Linked DNA regions of Mus musculus: all the other regions are linked to region 4. The links are chromatin contacts, called in public HiChIP or PLAC-seq, capture Hi-C and promoter capture Hi-C maps. All regions are on one chromosome and are shown on one strand. Each heading gives the region's core, a stretch centred on a gene start, on an enhancer-like site or on the middle of the called end of the contact. The rest is flanking DNA. Distances are from core to core; before and after follow the strand shown. Region 1 holds the start of Kcnq2 (potassium voltage-gated channel, subfamily Q, member 2). Region 2 holds the start of Fndc11 (fibronectin type III domain containing 11). Region 3 holds the start of Chrna4 (cholinergic receptor, nicotinic, alpha polypeptide 4). Region 4 holds the start of Dnajc5 (DnaJ heat shock protein family (Hsp40) member C5).

Region 1 (2,700 bases), core at 27-2,526, 390 kb after region 4:
GTACCAGAAAGTTTGTGGGCTCATAACGACTTCAAGGGTGTGTCCCCATTTTCCCCCCAAAAGAGAAGATGAGTAAGTTTGTATCTGTTGGTGTTATGGAACTCTAGAGAACCTTGACCTTTGCCTTCCTTTCAGTGCCTCCTCTTGGAACACATTTCCTTCCTAGGGAACCAGAACCTTTTATCCCTCAGGGCTCTGACTCACCCCATCCCCAGACAAAATTTCTGTGTGTTCTGGCTGTCCTGGGACTCTCTCTGTAGACTTGGCTGGCCTCAATCTCACAGAGGTCTGCCTGCCTCTGCCTCCCAAGTGCTAGGATTAAAGGTTTGCAGCACCACTGCCCGGTTTGGGCTCTGATTGTCCCAGGAGGGTGGATAGAATGAGCTAGGCTCTTCCCAGTTGCCATCTACGATCTGTAATCACTTATTTAGTTATTTTAAAAATACTATTTTGAGATTTGTTTATTTTTACGTTATGTTTAGTGGGTATGTTTTGCCTGCGTGTATGTATGAGTACCACAAGCTTTCAGTGCTCAAGAAGGCCACAAGAGGTCTTTGCATTCTCTGGTATTGGAGTTAAGTTCCTAATGTCATGTGGGTACTGGGAACCAAACCCAGGTCTTTTCAAAGAACAGTCAGTGCTCTTAACTACTGAGCTATCTCTCCAACCTGACTTATAAAACTTACAGTTCTTTTACAGAGACTTGAATGGAAGATGACCCAGAGGTGATGGTAAAGCCAGCCCGTGCAAGGAGTGGGCAGCACTTCCCTCCCCCCACCCCACCCACAAACACCTTGTACCTAAGGCCTCTTCTGACTGGGTGGGCCAGGCTGGTGCCTCCTCCATAACCATGTACAGTTGGCTCAGTAAGCCTGGAGGTGGGCAAGGATTCTGCTCTAGGCACTGCTCTGGTTACCCTTAGAGAGCCTGTACAAATTTCCCTGCACACCCAGAGGAAGTGCTGGGCCTTCCTCATGTCTGGCCCTCTTGATGCTAAGAGCCAAGATCCTTGTGGGCTGAATCTTTAACACCGAACTTGACAATGGCCAGGATCCTTCCAAAGGTGTCCACTTGCCGACTCCAGGTCAACTCTGGTGCTTTGCCCTCTCAGCGGTGACGGCAGGGCTGGACTCCCCCTCAAGGATTACCGGGCTAGGAGAGCAGGAAGGGTTGTCCTGTGAGGCAGTACACCTGGACCAGCTCTCCCTGCCTGCCACTACAATGGCGTCGTAGGGGTTAAGGCGGGCGGGGCGGGGCGGCGGGAGGAGCCCTCGCGGAAGCCGGCCAGGCACCGAGGCGCGCGCGGAGCCGGGTGGCCGCAGCGTCCCCGCGCGCGGCCGGGCCAGGTAGGAACGCAGAGCCGCAGCCGCCTCGCCATGCGGCTGCCGGACCGGAGGCCTGGGCTGGGGCCCGCGCCACCCCCCGCGCGCCGCCCCCGCTGAGCCCGCGCCCGATAGGGCGCCGCAGGCACCATGGTGCAGAAGTCGCGCAACGGTGGCGTGTACCCCGGCACCAGCGGGGAAAAGAAGCTCAAGGTGGGCTTCGTGGGGCTGGACCCCGGCGCGCCCGACTCCACACGCGACGGCGCGCTACTCATCGCGGGCTCCGAGGCCCCCAAGCGCGGCAGCGTTTTGAGCAAGCCGCGGACGGGCGGCGCGGGAGCCGGGAAGCCCCCGAAGCGCAACGCCTTCTACCGCAAGCTGCAGAATTTCCTCTACAACGTGCTAGAGCGGCCCCGCGGCTGGGCGTTCATCTACCACGCCTACGTGTAAGTGGCCCGCGATGTGGTGAGCGGTGGGCCTGGCGAAACCCTGGCCGGGCCGCGGGTTGATAGCAGGCGCAGCTGCGGTGGACTGAGGGGCCCTGGTGTGCGTGTCCGCGCGCGCGCCTGGTTCGCGTCGTGGGCGTGGGGTTTGGGTCGTGGCATTGCAGTCTCGGGTTAAAGCAAAGGATAGGGATTGGAGAGTGACTTTGGAGATCATTCTGTAGTCAGGGACTGTTTTATTTGGGGAGGGGGAGGGTTACGGCCGCCAGGCTGGGTTGTACCAGCCCTTCCCCCGCAGGACGGGATGTACTGGCGCCCCAGCCCCCCTCAGCCCGAGAGGCCCCTCCCCACGGCCCGCAGCGCGGAACAAAGGGCCGCCTAGGAGGGAGGGCGGCTCAGCTCTAGGTCTGAACTCATTCGCCCCTCTGCATCCCCGTGGGTTCTCTCCGACATCCAAGTAGGGGCAATGCAGAAGATTGGCCTCATCTCAGTCATCCTCCTAACCTCTTGCTACCTCTCTGAGCTTCCGGGTTGCAGAAATGGGGAGGGGACATAACATCCCATCACCTCAGCCCTGGCTGAGGGCAGTTGCCTGTACTCATCTCCGGAGGCCCACTCTCCTGTTCTCTACACTCTAAGTAGTCCCTTTGTACCTGCTGATGATCTCGCTACACATTCTGGGCTTTAGATCCTTGAGAGACTATTATCCCCCAGTACTGCCAGCTTTGGGCCTGGAAGGGGCTGCTCCTGTCCCCAAGTCTGGGACTCCTTCTGGGGCAGAGCCAGAAAGAGTCGAACCTGTTTCACGCATACATGAGTGTGTGTGTGTGTGTGTGTGTGTGTGTGTGTTTATGTTAGTATGCATAACCTCCCAATGCAAGGACGCTGGCTCTCCTATTCCAGTAGAACCAGGGACAGAGGAGGAGCACTAAGAC
Region 2 (2,700 bases), core at 173-2,672, 300 kb after region 4:
GACTGTCCAGCTTCATTTTGTCCAGGGCCAGGCCTGTCACCTGGAAGTTCATTGTCTGGGAGCTGAGGGTAAGAACTAGGCATCAGCTGTGACCGTCAGATTGGCTCTGCCCCTCATCAGCCTCTGCCCCATAATGGCTTTTGCTCTCCCCTGGGACACAGCTTTCTGATCAGAGACCCCTGGAGGGGACAGAATAGTGGGCTGGGTACTGGGCAAAAGCAGATGATAAACGGGAAACTTCTATCAAGGGGCCAATAGTATTTTGTGGCGATGAGCTAATGGGGCTTATCAGACAGAGTGGGCTACAGGGACCAGAGTAGCCTGGGGAGAAGCTCTGGGATGTTGATTAGTTTTGAGACAGATCATAAGTCTCAGGTTCCTCACCTAACACAGGTCTGTGCCCAAGCTTAGGGTGATTCCCCATGCTTCCCAGTACTCTCCAGAGACCAGGTACACTGCAGGGGTGCAATGCTCAGGGACCAGGCTAACCAAAGACAAGACTCTACATCATCCTCACATAAAGGGGGGGGGGGGGACCTTGTGTGGCTAAGAACAGGGTAGATCCTCTCCCACCATCTCACAGATGGGGGTTGGGGGGAGTCTAACGCTAAAGCTTGTTAGGTTGGTCTTCCTTCATGGTCACTTTTGATTTTGACAGAACATCTCAGTCTGTTGTTCAGGCTGCCCTCCAACTCCTGTGCTCAAGCAGTCTTGGGACTCCAGGGGTGTATGCTCCTGTACCCAGTTTATCCCAAAGCTGGAACTGTTGACTCCAGAGTCAGCCCTCCTCTCCTTGTCCCCATACCTTTCCCCCAAATCTGGTTGTCTGTGGAGAGGCTGGTGTGCCACAAAGCCCAGTAGCCAGAGATCCCTGGAGAAGGTACCAACCTCCTGCTAGCTGTCCCTGGCACTGGGCCAGTGGCTTCACTTGGAAATCTCAGTTTGTGGAAACTGGGCTTGGATGAGCAAGAAACAGAGCTAAGAGACTGGATGACTACCTCAAAACCACACAGCTGGATAGTAAGATTGATCATGTCCCAAAGACTAATTCAAAGTGATTTGTGTGAATGGTGGTGCGTGCCGGGGGTGGGGGGTGGGGGGGGTTAGAACAGGCATCTGAGACAGCAGAGAATGGTTCCTGGCTGAATGCTAGCTGAGATCAGGGCCCCAAGACCCTGAGTCAACAGTTCATGGCCGCTAGAAAGCTCAATGGAAGTCTCCATAACTACTTCCCCATCTAAGCTATTCTATCACCCCTCCCCCTCCGTGGAGACTACCCACCCCGAGCTTCTGGGCACACCTCCTAAACTCCTCTACCTACCACTCCTCTTCCGGATCACCTCCGTGAGCCCCAGCCCCGCTCTGCAAGTGCCTGGCCGCCCGCTTCCTGTGCGGAGCCCAGCCAGAGCTGCAGGGTGCACTGCCAGATCCGCTCCCCCTGCCAAAGGCCTACTTGTTGCCATGGGAACCACTGGCCCTTGTGACGCTGTGCACATCCGGCCCAGGTGTAAGGAGCTCTTGATTTGAAGGCTAAATTTTGATATACGGCAGCAGCGATTTATGTCCAGGGCCTCACGGACTCGAAACAAACTCAACTTCAGCCCGCGCCACGGGCTAGTGGAATTGTTCCTCGGCATCGTGTTTCGCAGCAGTCCAGGAGCCTGCGGTGGCTGGGTCAGCAGCTTGGCTTGCAATGGGATTCTATGCAACGCAGGAAACTGGTGTCTTTGAGTGGGACAGAGCTGGCTGCTGGGACTCAAGAAGCCAGCAGATGCCAGTGGAGTGCAGGGAAGGGCCACCTGTTTGACATTCCAAGCCAAGCAGCCGCCTATGGGTCTCAAAGACGATGAGAAAGGAAGTGATATAGCAGCAGATGGCTAGGATCTCCTTAGCAAGCAGTCAGCAAGGTGAAGGGGTCTGGTTTTCCCAGGCCTCCAGAAACTCATGCCCTGTCCCCTCCAGTCTGAATAAACGGAGTCCATAGCTCTAGGAATCCTCAAAGGAATCCCCAAGTTGCAGTCTCATACTCCAAACTGGGCTTTGGACCCCTAGATTTAACACCCAGGTCCTTCCTCTTTATGAGCTAGCTTGGGGTTACTCCTAGCAAGGGTCTCAGGGTCTCAGCCACCTGAAAGCTGCTGACTCTTTTCCACTCGGTCAGTCCTTCTAGATTGGGTTTGTCTGGACTGAGTTACCTGGTTGTAACTCAAGTTTGCTACCAACTTGAATTATAGCTAGAGCTCCCAGCCCTCCTGATGGCATCTGACGGTGCTGGGGAATAGTTTTCCTATCTGTCAACCTATATTGGCTACAGACCTCAGAGGCCCCAGAGGGGGAGGGGGAGGAGGGAGAAGCGATGGGTGCTGGCTCTGTGCTCATCTAGGCTAGTTAGTCATGGTGGCCAGTTTGAGGGAGAAAGGGATGCCATCTGAAGGTCCAGGAGGGAAACTGGCCCCTGGGGAGTAGAAGAGAATAAAAAGCAGCAGGAAGAATACCAGCGCCCAGCTCTTCCTCAGGAAGGAGATGGGTGAGGCTCACTACCCTGTTCTTAGGGGTTGGGCTTGCTCTGGGTCTGTGAAAGCTGCTCTGCTCCACTTGATCGGTCTTTTTTTTTTTTTTTCCCAGTCCTAGTTTTAAAATTTTTAATTTTTTAGATTGATTTTTATGTATATGAGCATTTTACCTGCATGCCTGGTTCCC
Region 3 (2,700 bases), core at 188-2,687, 480 kb after region 4:
GAAGGTGATCTGCCCTGGAGGAGAGTATTTGAGAAGTCCTATTGTAGGCTTTGCTTACAGAGCGTAGGCAGATGGCTCCTGTGACCTGGAGGAGTCTGAAGGTTCCAGAGCAGGTATGTGACATATGTATTCACTGTAGGCCAGCAGGCAAGAGAGCTAGGTACACTACTGTTGGAGGGGCATACAGAGGAGGGGGGTGGAGCAAGGTAGGGAGATGGGAAAGAGGAGGGTAGGCATGGGAGCCCTGTACTGTTGGGGTTGGGGGGTCGGTACGGAAGGTCAAAGGGACAGTCAACCTCAGAGCCACCATGTCTGGGAACAGAGAGGTATGTGCTATAGGGACAGGGACAGCACTTTCTTGCCTTCAACTTCAGGATTGTCTCCATCTTGGGGCTTGGAGTCAACGGCAGAGTCTCTGGGACAAGGCATGGTTGGGATCTGGCTTTTGGTGTTGGACAGGGTTTCTTTCTTCTTGGGAACCCGTTGTCTCTCCTTCCATCACCTGCTGCTTAGATGCCCCCTCCCTCTCGCACCTCCCCCCCAGCCTCCCCCCCGCCCCCCCGCGTGCCACCAAAGCACTCTAGGAACCAAAGTACTCGAGCACCTTCTCCTTAGTGGCATCCCTCAGGACCATCCCTAGCACCCTACAGCTTGTCTCCAAGCACCTCTCCTCTCTGGCCAGTAGCTCGCTGCCCACAGAGCTGGGGTAGGGAACTGCTTTCATGCTGACAGTTTACCGAGAAGGCAGGGGCAGAGAATCTGCACGCTTAAAAAGGACAAAGATGGACCTTGGTCCCTAGCTGGCCCTGCGAAGGTCTGGATACCAGGTTCTTCTCACTAAAAAGGTGACACGGGGCCTGGGCGTCACAGGATGATTCTTGGACTTGCGGTGCAGGAGGAGGGCGGAAGGCTGATGGGGAGTGGGTTCTTTCCTCTCAGGGTTGGGCTAAGGAAGGAGACTTGTTATTTCTAAAATGCAAACAGTCACGCCAAGGAGGGGTGAAGTGATGGAGTTAGCCAGTGCCCAACAGGGCGCCCTCCTCGCGCGCACAGTCCCTGAATGCGCACCCGCAGTCTTCACGCTGCCGGCAGGGTTAGGGCTGGAGACCAGGGTTAGGGGCTCATTTCCAAAAGGCGCCGAGATGACTGGAATGACCACGGAGTCCCCAGCCCCTCCCGGCATGTCGGGAGCCTCAGGAGGACAAGGAAACTTTACCCCCACAAGGGGCAGAGCACGGCCTCCACATACCCTCGGGGCCCGGTCCGCCCCCTCCTCCCGCTCTCTCCCTCCTCCCTTCAGTCCCTCCCCCTCCTCCCCTCTCGCCGGCGGCTGGAGGCTGCAGGTCCGGGCGGGGCCGCGCCGCGGAGCCCACAACCTCGAGCTCCCGCCCCGCCGCCGCACCCCGCGGGACGAGCTGCGGAGCCCGGTTTGGGGACGAGCGGCCGCGACACGGGGCATGAAGTTGGGTGCGCGCGGGTCTCGGAGCGGAGGCGCGGTACTGCCGGGAGCCGCCCTCGTCTAGAGCCCGTTCTGTGAGCCATGGAGATCGGGGGCTCCGGGGCGCCGCCGCCGCTGCTGCTCCTGCCGCTCCTGCTGCTCTTAGGGACCGGCCTCTTGCCTGGTAAGTTTCGAAACGCGAAACGGGCCTTTTTCTCCCGGGTCCTGGCACCTAGGACTCCGGGGCTAGGGGAGAGGAGGCCCGGGGCTGCGGTTCCAAGCCGCGGGTGCGAGCAACGGGATAGCCACAGAGACTCCTCCACCCACTACAGCTTCGATGTCCTGCAGTGCTAGCTGAGCCAGAGAGGAAGGAATCAGCCTCCAAGTGCTGGGAGAGGGGGTTTGAGTAAAGGCGGGGGGGGGGGTGGTCTGACTGCATTTCGGAGCTGGAATCAGAACCTCCAAGTAGGATAGAGGTGGAGTCCACCTAGGAGGGAGGTTCCATCCAGCCAAATCTCGCCTTCAGACCGCCCCCATGTCTGTCCCTGTTTTCAGGGATCTACCCCTACCACCCCCCGGAGTTCCACCCTACCCTTTCTGCTCCCCCAGGCTTCCTCCACCTCTCTTCCTCTGAGCGGACACCTTTCACTCTAACCCGTGATGGGGCTTCCTGCAGTTATTTAATCCTGGCCTTCCCACTGAGCAGAGGGGTTATGCCTTACTGGTCGGTTCAAGACACCAGGAAGAATGAGGTTGAGGTGGGGAGGCTGGGGGGGGGGGGACTCTAGGAGTCCTCTCCTAAGGAGTTCCCATGTCTCTCAGGTGAGCAAGAGCCAGTAGACAGCAGAGGCTCCCCTCTTTCTTCCCAACCCCCTCTTTTGATGCAGCAACCCAGCAAATGGAGGTAGGGAGGCCCCCTAGCCACGTAGGGGGCCAATGGAGAGGACACAGATGGGCTGCTGGCTGGTGGAATGAGGGGGCACCCTCTTCATGAAGCAGTGTGGCGCTTATCCATGGAATCTTATATCCGTCTATGAACACAAGGTCCTGGCAGCCCCGAGGCTCTGCGTTCATTGTCAGGCTGTACCCTAGAAGCCCAGGCAGCAGGACCACTCCTGTGGACAGAGGCTCAAGCTCCTGCAGCCATGAGATGTGGTGCACAGTCCTCTTTCATTCACCACCACCACCCATCCTAGCTGCCCCATACACCTTCTGCCACCCAGCCCCACCCCCCAACCCCTGCTGTCCCTTTACATCCTTTG
Region 4 (2,700 bases), core at 9-2,508:
GTGCGGCACGGTGCTTAAAGAATCCAAGGGCAGGTACCCTGTTCCCAAACCCGAACGAATTTAGAGGCTCCACTGGCTCCACACTTGCGGTCCACACACACAGGGCCAGCCTAAGTATGAAAATACTGATACAGGTAACAGATTCGTAACACATATTAAGTTAGAAACTGCGGAAAGTCCTGGCTTTTAATGTCACCTAACAGATCACGCTTTCCTTAAAGAAAGCAAATAAATGAACAAAATTATCCTACGATTAGAGTTTTGTCTTTAGGCAACCACGACAATATATGGGACAATATAATTCTTTGTGTTATTAAGTAGCGTTTTGATGTTTAAACAGACAAACCACTAGCAATTGAGACACACTGCCTATAAAGGATGAATGATCAGCTGAGCGTCCAACAAACGGCGACCCAATTTCCCCAAAGTCCAATCTGAAAACAAATTAAAGCTACCTTTTGCATTATTTTTCCGAAGATGCACTTAATGAATTCGGAGAAATCATCTCCTAGACACAAGGAAAAACAAGTCTTTAATCCAGCCATATAACACAAGTTGGAGCCTAAACGAATGAGTCCCTAATTCTCTCCCCAAAGAGCACGACACAAAATCGCCTCTTAAAATGTCGTCCCTAGGTATATAAACTAGGGGTTTTTTTATACATCAAATGCCTTTGAAATTTACAACTATAAGGCAATTTCTGCGTCCCAGAATGTGAACAAGCCTCGGAGCCTTTACTGCCCGCCTCCCTACACACCAGTTTCTGCGTTCCGGGAGCCGCGGAGGCGGCCGCGCGTGCGAACCGGAGTTGGCCCGGAAAGCCTCGTCTCCGCGCCGCCCCGCCGTGCGCAAGGTCGAGCAGGGCCTAGTGGTGCCCAGGGCCGGGCTCGCCGCCGCTGCTGAGGGTCGCCGCCATTTCCGCTGCGGGCAGCTTTCACCTCCTGCTGCGGCGCCCTCGCCCCACTTCCCCTCCCCTTTGCCCGGCTCCGGCAGCTTGAACCCCGCGGCCCCACCTAATTTGAGAGCCACTGGAGAGTGAGCTCACCTGTCGGCACGCCCGCCGGTCCACCGGTTCCGCGGCTCCGCTTTCCGTCCCGGGGCAGTGGTGGGCAGCCGGCCGGCCTACTGCTCGGCCTGAGGATCCCGGGCGGCGACAGCCGTAGCAGCGGCAGAGGACGGCGGAAGCAACACTGGCGGCAGCAAGAACGCGCACGCTCACTCACTGGCACGCGCGCCCCCGGAAAAAGACGTGTGTTCTGGCAGGTCAGAGCTGGCTGCGCAAGCGCCTAGAACCCAACACTGAGGCCCCGCCCATAGTCGGAGCCAATGTGGCAGCGCCGCACGAAAGCTCCGGAGCTCCGGTAGAACTCGGTCCCCGAAAGGTTGCGCCCCAGTTGACGATCACCGGGAAGGGTTAAGGTGGTGGGCGGAGCCTGCAGCTACTAAGCCGGAAGCTACAGCCCGGGAGCAGAGGCAAGGCCTAGGCTTGCGGGTTCGCCTCTGGAAGGCAGGCAAGTGGCACTCCGCGAGTAAAACTGCTCTTCTTCCAGTTGTTTGCTCAGTGCTTCATATAAGCCTCAAAAAATTTATTACTACTTACCAAAAAACTAGAGAGGGAGACCTTCATTTTCGTCTCAAGGTACTGCCTTGGGACTGACATTTTCGTTCATCCCTGGAGACCACCCAGAAAAGACTTTCCTGCCTTTCTTCCCAGTCACTGAAAAATCAACCGCCATTATTTAGCGATCCTTTAGGAATCGTCTGCAATGATATGCGTGGACGGTTAAGGACTTTTCTTCCCACTCTGTCTCATACAATCCTTGTTCACTCTGTTCACTTACTAAGTAATAAACCTAGTGACCCTTGCCTACTTACGCTGTAACAAACAATTTCAAGTGCTGTGCTTTTTTATTCCAGAGCTACCAATCTTCCTGGCCAGTGTTCCTACAGCTTTACTTTCATTCTTGCCTGCCCACCATTTTTTCTTATAATCTTTTTGGATTATAATTACATCATTTTTCCCCTGCCTCTCTCCAAACCTCTCATATTCACACACACACACACACACACACACTCACCCTTTCAAATTCATAGCCTCTTCTTTGTTGTGATATAGCTCCTAAATATATAAATACAGCCTATTCAGTCTGTATGTTAAGTAGGTATATGTTTTCAAGGCTGATCATTTGCTATGGGAAAACCAATTTCTATGTTCTTCCCTAAAACTGATTATTTCTCCAGCTCTCAGAATTCCTTAGTTAGCTAGGATTGAGGCCCTGTGCGCTTTCTCCCTTACACCATGCTTAGCTGATGTTGTCCTTGCTCAGGTCAGTTAGGCAGCCATGTTGGTTATGTTACTTCACGGATGTAGCTTCTCTGACATTTTAAGGAGATAAATCTTAGAGCGAACTGTCTGGTCCTCTGGTTGTTGCAGCTTTTCCTCCCCTTCTTCCACAATGATCTCTGAGCCTTAAGTTCAGGACTTGTGGTGGAGTTCTATCTGTGGGGACTGGGCTCCACCAATCTGCATTCTGATCAGTTTCAATTTCTGTAATGATCTCTATCTGGAGAAGATGTTTTCCTTGATGAAGAGTGAGAACTACACTTAACCTATAGGTGTAGGGATGAGTATTTAGGATGTAATTAGGGACTATGCTGGTTTAGCAACGTGATCCATGACTTCACTAGCCCCAGATAGTC

The links. Promoter capture Hi-C pulls out the DNA fragments that hold promoters and counts their contacts. HiChIP or PLAC-seq counts read pairs in DNA pulled down with a chosen protein or histone mark. Capture Hi-C pulls out chosen DNA fragments and counts their contacts.
Region 1: a contact with region 4 is called in a capture Hi-C map of embryonic stem cells, with 2.4 times the contacts expected there. The contact joins the promoter of Kcnq2 here to the promoter of Dnajc5 in region 4. A contact is called at or near these places in 6 of 39 promoter capture datasets (the 3T3-L1 cell line, embryonic stem cells, hippocampal neurons and 2 more), 2 of 115 datasets of contacts at active chromatin or transcription factors (both in embryonic stem cells) and 1 of 9 other capture datasets (embryonic stem cells).
Region 2: a promoter capture Hi-C map of liver shows a contact between it and region 4, with 2.3 times the contacts expected there. The contact joins the promoter of Fndc11 here to the promoter of Dnajc5 in region 4. A contact is called at or near these places in 9 of 39 promoter capture datasets (the 3T3-L1 cell line, cranial neural crest, fetal liver and 5 more), 1 of 484 Hi-C or Micro-C datasets (CD4 T cells), 4 of 115 datasets of contacts at active chromatin or transcription factors (effector CD8 T cells, embryonic stem cells and extraembryonic endoderm stem cells) and 3 of 9 other capture datasets (adipose tissue, liver and macrophages).
Region 3: an H3K27ac HiChIP or PLAC-seq map of embryonic stem cells shows a contact between it and region 4, with 4 times the contacts expected there. The contact joins the promoter of Chrna4 here to the promoter of Dnajc5 in region 4. A contact is called at or near these places in 2 of 39 promoter capture datasets (both in liver) and 1 of 115 datasets of contacts at active chromatin or transcription factors (embryonic stem cells).

The regions. Positions count from the first base shown.
Region 1 is chr2:181,133,865-181,136,564 of GRCm38.p6, reverse strand. It overlaps Kcnq2 (potassium voltage-gated channel, subfamily Q, member 2), which reads left to right and starts at 1,276. Exons shown (of 17, transcript NM_010611.3): 1 at 1,276-1,768. The coding sequence starts at 1,473.
Region 2 is chr2:181,218,756-181,221,455 of GRCm38.p6, reverse strand. It overlaps Fndc11 (fibronectin type III domain containing 11), which reads right to left and starts at 1,422. Exons shown (of 2, transcript NM_001379472.1): 1 at 1,322-1,422; 2 at 1-62. The coding sequence starts at 52.
Region 3 is chr2:181,037,914-181,040,613 of GRCm38.p6, reverse strand. It overlaps Chrna4 (cholinergic receptor, nicotinic, alpha polypeptide 4), which reads left to right and starts at 1,437. Exons shown (of 6, transcript NM_015730.5): 1 at 1,437-1,622. The coding sequence starts at 1,541.
Region 4 is chr2:181,519,043-181,521,742 of GRCm38.p6, reverse strand. It overlaps Dnajc5 (DnaJ heat shock protein family (Hsp40) member C5), which reads right to left and starts at 1,258. Exons shown (of 5, transcript NM_016775.3): 1 at 1,046-1,258.